Regions from separate parts of the Mus musculus genome. Here all the other regions are linked to region 3. The links are chromatin contacts, called in public Hi-C and HiChIP or PLAC-seq maps. All regions are on one chromosome and are shown on one strand. Each heading gives the region's core, a stretch centred on a gene start, on an enhancer-like site or on the middle of the called end of the contact. The rest is flanking DNA. Distances are from core to core; before and after follow the strand shown.

Region 1 (3,859 bases), core at 542-3,041, 130 kb before region 3:
TCCCACCACCAGGGGCACATCACCTTCAGTATGTCTCCAGGAAAGGAGGGAGAATCCCTGAGTAAACCTCTCTTGCTTCTTTAATTCCAGGGCCCTAGGACAGGTGTTATCTTTTGCTGGAGAGGAAGGTTCGGGAAATGGCTTCTTCAAGACGTAGAAGTGAGCAGGTTGCTGATCAGAGTTAAGACTCAAGAGACTGAGTATGTAGCTCAATAATAGAATACTTGCCTAGTGTACATGAGGCCCTGTGTTCAGAACCTCAATATTGTAATATAATAGTAATAATAACAATAATAATGATGATGATAACGATGATGATGAAATGCTTTAACAAAATAAAGATTTGTTTCTCCTCTTAAGGTTCTTTTTATACATTTATTTTATTTTTAAGTTACCTGTATGTGTGTGTGTGAGTGTGTGTGTGTGGGGGGGGGTGTGTGTGTGCTCATAAGTGTAGTGCCCTCAAGGTGAGAAGAGAGAGTTAGACTTTCCAGAGCTAGAATCCTAGGTGGTTGTGAGCTGCCCAATGCAAGTGCTAGGAACTGAATTTGGGTTTTCTGGAAGAGCAGGAACCGTTTTAACCACTGAACCATTTCTCCAGCCCCTTTAAGCTCTACAGGTTCATGCTAGCTCTGCTCGGCTGCGCCTCTGGCTAAGAGATGGTTCTTCTCTTGGAGAATTCTGTGTTATGGTTAAGCTGGCTGGCAATGTGCCTGCCCTGGAGTTGAGGAAATCAAGGTGGGAGTTTAGTGGCTCATAAAACCTCAGGGCAAAGTGGGACCTAGAACTCAGCCCTTCTGTCTTCCGCACTGAAGCCGGGGCATACTTCCAAGGCTCATGCTCACAAGGCAAGTGGTGTCAATGGGGTCAATGCTGTCAATGGGGTCTCTCATTCGGCTGAAGGCCTGAGATCATTATGTGCATAAGTTGCTAATGAATGACATTGTCTTTCCTGTGGTTAAGACTCAAAATCAGGAAGACATTAGGCAACTGGAAATCAAAAATATAAGAGTTTTTTTGGTGAGTCTGAGTCACTCTTCAGGAGAAGGACATCACCCTGTCTGATGCAAACATGGGCAAAGTAGTACCCAGCTGCAGCTCGCAGGTGCCACCAGCATGCTGGACTCCCTTGCCCACCTCTCCTTGAAGCCCCTGTGTACTCATTTCCATTTATTTGATAGTACTCGGCACACAATGCAGACTCCATCTTTGCCACCCTGTATCCGAGTCTTCCTTGGAGTAGCCGGGCTCATTTCGTCCCAGGCTGGACAGGAGGGAGGGCAGTTTAAACGGAGCGGGTGGGTGCAGGCAGGCTCTTGGTCAGCGGTGAGTGCGCAGGCAAGGAGCAGCTTCAAAGAACTGCTTCCATTCACTGGGGAGGAACACTGGGCTATTTAATCCCTTGATGGGTGAGTAGGGGCTATGGGGTGAGTGTACATCATTGGCCAGGGCCAGGGTGTTGAGGATGCCTCATTTACATGAGGAGGTGTTGCTGGCATGACCTTATAAGGAAGTTTTAACCTAGCTACTGGCTACATGGCTTCCTCTGGTTGGGCAAAGACAGGGGTCATAGGACTACATGTGCAAGGACATGCAGGTCCAGGGCACACAGGGGAGTGATCCTACTCCTGCCAATCTCAGGATAAGAGTTCCCGGGTTTAGACACACCCACTTTTGCTCCAGGATGGCTTCTCCCAGTCCTACAGCATCCTGTTCTCACACACCTTCAGTGGCTTGAGGAAGGATTGCAGAGGGGTTGCCCTCCAGGCTCTGGAGGCAACAGCTTGCACAACAGCTTGGACAACAGCTGCCCATGTGACCTTGTAAGTGACTGTTCCTCTCAGGAAGGAAGTATCAAGAGATAGAGACAGTTTGTGTCAGTCGCTGGACAGAAGTTCTCAGCGGGGTTCAGTGCCAAGTCTCTCTAGTTCTCTCTAATTAGATGGGAGCCCTGGGTAGAAATTGTTTTCTTCTCAAGACATGAGATAGCTATAGAGATGGGGCCTGGCACAGAGAGTGGGGAAAGCCATGAGGTTCCATGTTAACCTGGCTAGTTGGTAATGGAACTTAGGTGTGGACTTCGGCCTTGGTCCTGACCTACCATAGTAACAGCTAATTTGACCTTTGTCACCTTTGGCCATTCATGTTGGTCATGCTCAGGTTCTCTTTCACCTGTGTAAAGCCCTGGGAGATCCTGTGAGCACATACCTACATGCAGGTATATATGCATAGTTCTTAGTTCCTCTAAAGAAGCCATCTCTTAGCATTGTATCAGGTGCTTGCTGCATACAACCCCTCAGTCCAGTCTACTGGGGCATGTTTCTGCCTCCATTTGCCAGATGAAGCAACTGTGGCACAGGGGAATTAAGGGGTTTGCTTTTCTGGTGGGCAGACCAGGGCCAGAACCAAGCAAGGGTCAACTCCAGAACCAAAAGTAGGTCTCTTCCCTGCTTAAGAGGCTCACCTGTGTATGGCTCAACCGTTCCTCATTAGCTTGGCGAATACTCGATTAGCTTTCATGATGGAACTCCTTGGTTCAGAGCATCATGGAGTAAATGGATATGACAGGGAAAAAAAAAAAGACCAGTCACTCTTGGAGGGTTCCAGAGTCATAGGAGCCTAGGAAAACATATGTGTGCAGGCATGCATTCATGAGGACCTAAAAGTACACTAGCATCTGTGTCCCTGTGTCTACACACACACACACACACTCCAGCCTGCCTGCTGGCCCTATTCAACTGTGCATGAACAGATACTCAGGGATGCAAGTTCTTGCCCACGTGCTCTCTCTCTCTCTCTCTCTCTCTCTCTCTCTCTCTCTCTCTCACACACACACACACACACACACACACACACACACACACTGCAGCTACCAGGACGAGGGCAAGGAAACATCTCCCACACCTTTCCTTTTCTTTCCTGGATGTGAATTCCCACAATACCCAGGGAGAACACTTCCAACTCTCCTGCCTGTCTCCACACAGTTTTCCTTTAGGCTTCTATTGGCTTTGGAGGCCAGCCATGGAAAACAATGATCAGGAAAGGTGAGGAAGCCTGTGGAGGTGGGCCTTGGTATTTGGGGCTGTTCAGCAGGCAGGGTTTCACACACTGGCTCTGTTGCTTGCTCTGTCCCGCAGCATTCTGGTTGGAGATGGACTGTCGGTATTGATCCTGGAAAGATGGTGTGTGGTTGAGAGCTTCTCAGAGTCAACTATTCTGTTGTTTTGAGACAGGGGTTTTACCATGTCACCCTGATTATCTTGGAACTTAATATGTAGACCAGGCTGGCCTCAAGCTCACAAAGATCTGCCCGCCTCTGCCTCTTGAGTGCTGAGATTAAAGGCATGCACCACCACGCCCAGCCCCCAACTGGCATATTAAGCAATCATTTCTAGAGCAGATGACATAACTCCCCCGGCATCAGTTTGTCCTAATGGGCTTGGTATTACTCATGTGCTAATTGATTGGGCACGCAGGGAAGAAAAACTAAATTCACTTGCGAGGCGATTTTATGGCAGAACTCATCACAGGGGTAATTTGCTGAAAATGTTCGGTCCGCTCTGGTTATGTAAGATTGCCCCTGCTTCTGGGTTTTATCTCGGGCTGGCTGAACGTGTTTGCTGGAGGTAGACTCCCCCAGGACCTCGGAGGCCCTGCCTCCTCCTGCTTGCCTCCTGCCTTGCCTGCCAGGCAGTTGCCCTTGGGAGTGCTGGCAATTAGTGCCTTGTGCACAACTTTCTGCCTCAGGGGCAGCTTTCAAAATATCCCAGCTTCTCCTGTGGAAAAAAAAACGCCTCTGTCTAGGGGCAAAACAGTTATTTTCGGATCAGCCATCTAGTGTTCCAAAGCTCTTGTTCAG
Region 2 (3,715 bases), core at 978-3,477, 210 kb before region 3:
AAGCAATGTAGACCCTCCACTGGTCTATAACATAGGTATAAAAATTAAATGTTTACTGATAATATGTCAATGAAGAGATTGCTTTAAAAACAATTCTGCAAAGTTAAGTTGATTGTTTATTAAAGAGGGGGAAAGCCTCCTAGTGAGAGGACATACTTGTTCATTCTTATAAACAGCCAGAGCTTGGATGGATATTTGGTATGCAAGATGTAGACTGTCTTCACTGTTTTTCAGAGCTGATCAATATTTTGATTTTGTAATCACCAATAAGGAGGCCACTTTGTAGAACTCCAGAGTCACAAAACAGAAGAAACATGCTCGGGGCTCTTTCAGAAACCTGGAAGTTCTGTCCTTGCCTAAGTGGAAATTTACTTAACCGTTTTCTTAAAAGTGTAACTGAAGTCAGCAACTCAAAGAGCAATTTGAAAAATCAAACATTCGAACATAATCCAATCCGAAGACACACGAATCTGAGACTTACATGCTAAGCGCTGGTGGTGGGAAAATATTAAAAGTCTTTATCCTCTGTCATTAAACGACTGCACTTCTGGAGAAGCAGAAAACGTACACACAGTAGAAACACGGCGGTTCACAGAACACACTGGCCCCAAAGCTGAGCTGCAACGTCTCCTTAGTGCTGCGTGGTGAGCCACATAGGCAATGTAAGGTGAGTGTGTTCCACGCTCGCTGAAGCTTCAGTGAAGTTGTGCAATGCGACCCAGCTGTGTGCTGTGTGCTGTCTGCTGCACTTCTGATTCATCATACATCCGGCTTTGAATCCGTCTCTGGTGGTTGTGCCCCCTGAAGCTTCTCACTTGGGTTGAGTTCAAAATTCATTTTCCCAGCCGTGTATCGTTCTTACAACTCGGAGACACCTCAGGGATCTGTGAATGAGCTGGGTGGATGAGCAGGGCTGTGTTCCAATAAAGCTTTATTTACAAAAACAGCAGTAAACCAGCTGTGGCCTGCAGGTTGTAGTTTGTCAAAGGCTAGCACCGTTTCAAGTCCAAGCACCCCAACGTATTGCTCAAGGGACCTTTCTAGAATGGCCTCTCTGGCCACTCATCAGGCTGAGACAGCTCCCTTAAATGTCCCTCATCATGGTGCACAGTGTTCAGGGTTGCCCATGTATTTCTTTTTCATCCTTCTCCCTGTGTGGAACACTGCCTTGCCCCCTCCTCAACCCCCGTCTTCCTGAATCTACCCCCAGAGAGCCCACCTGGCTGCTCTGTAGAACACAGGCCTCATATCAAGGTCTCTCGCCTCAGCTTTGGAAGAGCCTGCCCTCCAAAGCCACGCTCCAGTCAGTTGTTCCCACGATGAAGTGCCTTTTGGGACTCTGTGGTCCCTGGTGCCATACAGGGCAGCCCTTAAAGGGACCTGTGGGTTAGATGGGCACTCACTCTCAGTTCTCAGCCCTTCTTTTCTACATCCAACTCACAGAAAGCGGCACCTCCACACCACCTGGCACCCATCATACTCACTGCTGTGAGAACCCAAGCGTGTCTCTCTGGCATTATCCTTTTAAACACCACCCCTTCCCATCCCATTTATTCTCCTTGAGCCCTTCCCCCAAGTTGGTCATTTTAGACACAGACGACCACAGAGCCCTAACTTTTAGCCTCTCTGGTACATTTTTATGTTTAGTTTTTGCTTTCTTTAAAAAAAAAAGAATTATTTATTTATTTATTTTATGTATATAAGTACACGGTAGCTGTCTTCAGACACACCAGAAGAGGGCATCTGATCACTTCACGGATGTTTGTGAGCCACCGTGTGGTTGCTGGGAATTGAACTCAGGACCTCTGGAAGAACAGTCAGTGTTCCTAACCACTGAGCCATCTCCCCAGGCCCTAGCTTTTGCCTTCTTGATGCACTTGATGTGATTTCTTCAAAGTTGCCTTCTAACTCATTAATTTCTTCTTTATCCATGTTCACTGCGTATATTTTTCATTTCCAGAAACCTTGATCTTAACCAAGCTTCTGGCTATAACTTTTGATAGTGTCTTATACTTTTGCTATTTTTTTCTATTCCACCTTTGTTTCTATTCATTTAATTCATATGTGTTATATATTTGGGCCGCATCATTGTTATATGCAAAGATTTGAGGATCTCAATCAGTGGCTTTCAACTGGTGGCATTTTTCCCCCTTCTAGGGGACATTTCGAGATACCTTACTTGTAGATAGCACTTGTAGTTGCTTCTACAAACCACGAGGGGGCGCCACCAACCTGGATGGCTTGCCTTGTCCCGGGTCTAGTGTGAATTCAAACCCTAGGCTCACAGAATTGTGGTAGGAAATTTTGTCCCTTAGCACTTGCTGCTCTGGAACCGAGGTGCAGGTGCAGGATTAGACTTTTCATGCTCACTGCCCTTGCCCTTCCCTTGATGCCTAATCAGTGGTGCGTGTGGGTGTGTGACTAGGGTGCAGTACTCTGTCCTGTGACATTTCTTTAAAGTGGGCTGAAACTGGAAACACACATGCCAGCAACAGCAGAAGCAGGCTTCTAAAAACAACAACAACAGCAACAAAACATTGTCTGTGGCAGTGGGGTTGGGAGCGGGGTGGGAGGTGGGTAATGCACTAGCCATGGCGAGTGTTTGCAGGTCAGAGGACAACTTTTAAGAGTTGGTCCTCTCCACCGTGTACATCCTGGGGATTGAACCCAGGTCATCAGACTTGGCAGCAAGTGCCTTCACCCATTAAGCCATCCTGCCAGCCCCTAGGCTTCATGCTCCATGGGAAACTGATGCTTGTAAGACTCAGCCCCTGACACTGGGAACTTAAGGAAGGCGCAGCACACTGGATGCTCACCTGCTGCAGGGCAGAATGAATTAGAGAGGCACGCTGTCAGCTGACAGGGTTTTGCAGGGTCAGGCTTTCCAAGGGATCGTGCCTTCCCCACCATTTCTGAGTCTAGAGCTCTGCGAGTCAAAAAGTTGACCTTGTCACTTTCTCTTGAACACACTTAGCGGCAGTGGCTCGCTCCGGCTGACCTGTGGTTATTCATAGCCTTTGATTCAGAAGGAGTATTGAGCGCGTGGCTGCAGAAATACTAAGTGTGTGATCACATGGGCTGTCTCCACCGCCTTGCTGGAGGTGTTCTGTAACATACAGACTGGTCACAGCAACACCTATCAAAATCCCCACCTCCGATCTGCAGAAGACACCTGGTCCCTGAGTTCTGAACAAGGCTCGTGTGACTGTAGCTGAGGATGACGACCACCTGCCACCACTACCCATGAGAACACAGGCGAGCACCCACAGCTGACAGCCAGGGGTGTTTTCTGTGCACTTAAGGGCCAGTTATGGGATGGTCAGCGTCCAGTGATCACTGTGAGATCAGAGTGCAGGGGAAAGAGTGAGGCAGGTTTCTGTGGGCTCTTTTGTCCTTCCTGCAGGACTGCTTGTCAGCCTGGTGCTAAGAAGCCCTTGTACAACGGTTTCTTAACATACACTGAACCAGCCGCAGAGACTTTGTCAGAAACCTTTAGAAAAATCACAGCAAGAACAGGCTGGTGAAATGGCTTGCTCAGGAAAGTGCTCACCCTGTGAGCGCAAAGACATGAATCCGGATCCCCAGAACTCATGTTAAAAATCTGGGGGTGGCAGTGTGTGTCTGTAATCCAATGTTAGGGAGGCAGAGACAGGTGGATCCTGGGGCTTGCTGGCCCCCTGGTCTAGCTGACTCAGTGAGCTCCTGGCTTAGTGAG
Region 3 (3,425 bases), core at 803-3,302:
TCACCCATTGTATTGTTAAATGATTGCCTCCTTAGTTGCTCTTGATTTAGCCCTGGTCTTTTCTGAAAGACAGTCCTGGTTGGTCAAGGTGATTGAGAACTTACACTTGAGAGTTCTCCTTGGATAAGGCTCACAATGGCCTCCTCCTTACATACTACCTGAAGTCAGGAGTTTAGCTCCTACTCTAGTCCTCTCCAGCCCCTGGCACCTCCTGGAGAAGCCTTTTGTAAATCCTCCTCTCTGGATTACATCTGGGGCTCTCTCCCCCTCCCCACACCCCAGTCCTCTAACAGAACCACTTAATTACCACCAGGGAGACAGAAGTTCATTCACTCAGGGAACTCAGCTGAGAAACTGGGGCCTGGGATTAGAGTCTGTGTCACCTGATCCCGAGGCCTTTCCATTGAATCCCTGTCCCAGTTCCGCCTTTGATTCTCAGCTCTCTGCCTCTCCCGGCTTTTTTTCCAGCAACATGCCTCAGACTGGCTGAATCCTGAATGGCATTGCCTCCTTTGTCATCTGTACTGTATTGTGCAGTGTCACCTACCTTCAGCAGCTTGCTTCCCTGATGCTCCGGGATGAGAATGCCTTTAAGCCCCCATCAGTCTCTCTTCTCAGTGGCCTGTAATTCTGATTGCTTGTCTGTAAGTTCTTGAGACCCAACCCTTGGCCCACAGCTCAAGGGACTCTCAGGACATATGTATAAAATGCATGGATGAATAAATGCTGTAAATTCAGTGCCCCACCTCCATTTTCTTCCTAGTCAGCTGGACCTGCATGAAACAGTCCAGCAGATGCCCTGCTCTCTGGAAGTCAATCATGTATGAGTGACTCTGATAATTAGAGCCAGCCCCTTGCCTAAGACTTTCTAGCTCCCTGCCTTGAACCTCAGATGAACCAAACTCTATAAGAGTCTAGCAGTTTCTGTGTAGATTTTCATGTCTTTGTTCTTGCCATCATTTATCTACCCATCGAACACAGTCCACCCACCTGACCTCATCTATTCAGATCATCTATGTATTCACCCACCCATCCATCTGAGCACATGTCTCATCCAACAGACTTTTCTTGTATGCCAGGCTTTTTGTTCCTACCATCTCTGTGGCTCTCACATCCCCTGAAGAGTCCTCTGCAGCTGGCCAGAGAGTCATCCCTCTACCTCCCATCACTCCCAGAGAGGAAATGAAATATAGACTTCAAAGTCTTTACAAGGGGGATAGAACATAGCAAGAAGCCTACGATAACTATTATTGTAGAAGGGACTGAGTTGGTATTAAGCATGGTAGTGCAGGCCTGCCATCCCAGTACTTACTTAGAAGCCGAGCAGGATTGTGAGAATGGGGCCAGCCTGGCCTACAAAGCAAGGCCTTATCTCAACAAAATAAATAAATACATACATACATACACACACACACACACACACACACACACACACACACACACACATACATACATACATACATACATAAATGGTTTAAATTCCAAATCAAAATCAAACGAGACTCCTGAGTTTACTGAATGCTTTGTAAATGGCAGACACTTAATCGTCCTGAGTCAGGCTGGGCGACACGAAGGAAGATGGCCGTCTCTCAGAGCCGCACAAAGGGGCAAAAGTTTGTCTTTTTATCTTGTTCAGCAAAAAGATCAGAATTGTCAGAATAGAACTGGGGAGATGTAAAAGCAATTAATCAGGCCCCTGCCTCAGTGCTTAGCGCTCTTGCTCGACTTCTCTAGCTTAGCTTCCCCATCTTTCTTAGCTGAGAAGGCGAAGGAAGCAGCAGGTTTCTGAGACATTTTTTTGCTAATGGGCTGAAATATTACACCCATAATTATAGCCTAGCTGGGTTTTTTTTCTTCTTGCTCATTTTGTTTAGCATGGCAAACAGTGTATCTGATTACAGCCATTCATGTCTTCCTTAAGAAATGGGCTTTATCATACACGGCAGACGGGATCAGCCTACTCTGGGGAAATTGTCCAGGTTGAGGAAACCCTCTGCGGGCCTCTGAAGGGAAGTGGTGGGTGGCGGGGTGCTTCCTCTTAGTGTAGAGGAAGGCAGGCCAGGGAGGATGAAAGTGCAGCCTGTTCCCTTCTCTCCCTCCGCTGTCTCTGCTGACACAGGCCCTGTCCCCTTCTGCTCCTACCTCTGGCCCTTGTAAGATGTCCTCCTCTTTCTCTTCCCCTTGGAGCCTCACAATGGGAGTGTGGTGTGCTGGCTGACCCCACACGGCTTTACAAGATATCAAACATGGCAGAAACAGTTTGTGCCCGCACAGACTCTGTCTAGCTATAAAGACAAGGAATTATAATTACAATAAAATTAAGAAATTATAATTACAATAAAATTAAGATTATATAATTTCATGTCGTGATGTTACCGAACTTGAAGTCACAGTCTGTACCCCAAGGAGTCAGCTTCTGCCACCTCTCCTCAAGAAGAAATGAAACAAGTTAATAGAAAAGAATGCAGAAAAAAATGAGATTTGTTGAAATGTTCCCACTTTGGGAAGAGGAACAAAGAGCTCCAGAGTCTCACTCAAGTTTCAGTTGAGTGAAATGAGTCTGATGATCAACTGGAGGGCTACAGGTGTCTCTTCAGAATATATTCATTTCTGCCAGGCCAGTTACAATGACCTATGCATTAATAAGTAATAAGAATGAATAAACCAATAATAGCAGTAAGTATGAAATCACCTTTCCAACAAGGTTTATCCTGACCACCCTACTTAAAATTACACCCCCAGGCCTGGTATGGTGCCACACACGTTCTCATCTGGGAAGCGGAGGTAAGAGGATTAAGAGTTTGATGCCACCCAGACTGGAGCATTCTCCTAGCAGAGAGGGATTCTTCTCAAAACTAACTGACAAATATAAAGAGGGTACCCCCCATCAGTGATAATCACCCCCAAACTGCTGTATGGAAGCCATGTCACCTTGTAGAGTAGATATAATTTACTTAATGTATCCATTATCTGTCTCCTCCTCCCTGCTCCCTCCATAAAGAAGAAGAGTGTTGTCAGCGGCATTGGCTTTAGACACTGATATATCCTGTAGAGCAGCTAGGGGAACAGTTGACCTCCAAGGACTTGTGACAACATGGGAAAACATTTGAATGGTCACAACTGGAAGGACGTTGCCTGCAGCATCTGGTAAATAGAGGTCACTGATGCTGCTTGGCCTCCCACAATGCACTTCTCAGAACCATCCTTCCCAAATGCCCAAGGTCAGGACTCCCTGCAGTAGTGTGTGAGAGCATGTAGTAAGGGCTTCTAATTCACAAAGGTGACCTCAGAAAGCCCCTGTGAGAGGAGGGCCTGCTGTTGGAACTGGGTGCTGCTGTGGAATGCCACAGAAGGCAGTCTGACGTTATCCCATGTGATGTGGGAAAGCACGGGGTCAGATTTGAATGAGAACTTCTACTTTGAAG

The links. Hi-C and Micro-C count contacts between places; a contact is called where the count stands out from the background. HiChIP or PLAC-seq counts read pairs in DNA pulled down with a chosen protein or histone mark.
Region 1: a contact with region 3 is called in an H3K27ac HiChIP or PLAC-seq map of microglia, with 4 times the contacts expected there. The contact joins two enhancer-like sites. A contact is called at or near these places in 4 of 484 Hi-C or Micro-C datasets (the N1E-115 cell line, epidermal suprabasal cells, nephron progenitors and 1 more) and 2 of 115 datasets of contacts at active chromatin or transcription factors (embryonic stem cells and microglia).
Region 2: a Hi-C map of bone marrow-derived macrophages shows a contact between it and region 3, with 22 read pairs. The contact joins two enhancer-like sites. A contact is called at or near these places in 1 of 15 datasets of contacts at CTCF or cohesin (large pre-B cells), 14 of 484 Hi-C or Micro-C datasets (the G1E-ER4 cell line, the HPC-7 cell line, the N1E-115 cell line and 7 more) and 8 of 115 datasets of contacts at active chromatin or transcription factors (the 230-238 cell line, embryonic basal ganglia, embryonic stem cells and 1 more).

What each region holds. Positions count from the first base shown.
Region 1 is chr9:61,117,615-61,121,473 of GRCm38.p6, forward strand. Gm33914 (a long non-coding RNA gene) reads right to left here. Exons shown (of 4, transcript XR_379508.3): 3 at 2,465-2,530. Among named protein-coding and RNA genes, the nearest start is that of Gm33914, 6.5 kb to the right of the region's middle. Within about 2 kb of position 1,792, at least 13 of the 459 cell types and tissues checked have an H3K27ac peak or open chromatin away from gene starts, as enhancers often do. A contact at or near this core is called in microglia, where this site is marked.
Region 2 is chr9:61,044,469-61,048,183 of GRCm38.p6, forward strand. All of the region lies in intron 1 of Gm33699 (a long non-coding RNA gene), which reads left to right. Among named protein-coding and RNA genes, the nearest start is that of Gm46116, 11 kb to the right of the region's middle. Within about 2 kb of position 2,228, at least 20 of the 459 cell types and tissues checked have an H3K27ac peak or open chromatin away from gene starts, as enhancers often do. A contact at or near this core is called in the 230-238 cell line and bone marrow-derived macrophages, where this site is marked.
Region 3 is chr9:61,249,844-61,253,268 of GRCm38.p6, forward strand. No RefSeq gene overlaps it. Among named protein-coding and RNA genes, the nearest start is that of Gm51682, 5.9 kb to the right of the region's middle. Within about 2 kb of position 2,053, at least 73 of the 459 cell types and tissues checked have an H3K27ac peak or open chromatin away from gene starts, as enhancers often do. A contact at or near this core is called in the 230-238 cell line, bone marrow-derived macrophages and microglia, where this site is marked.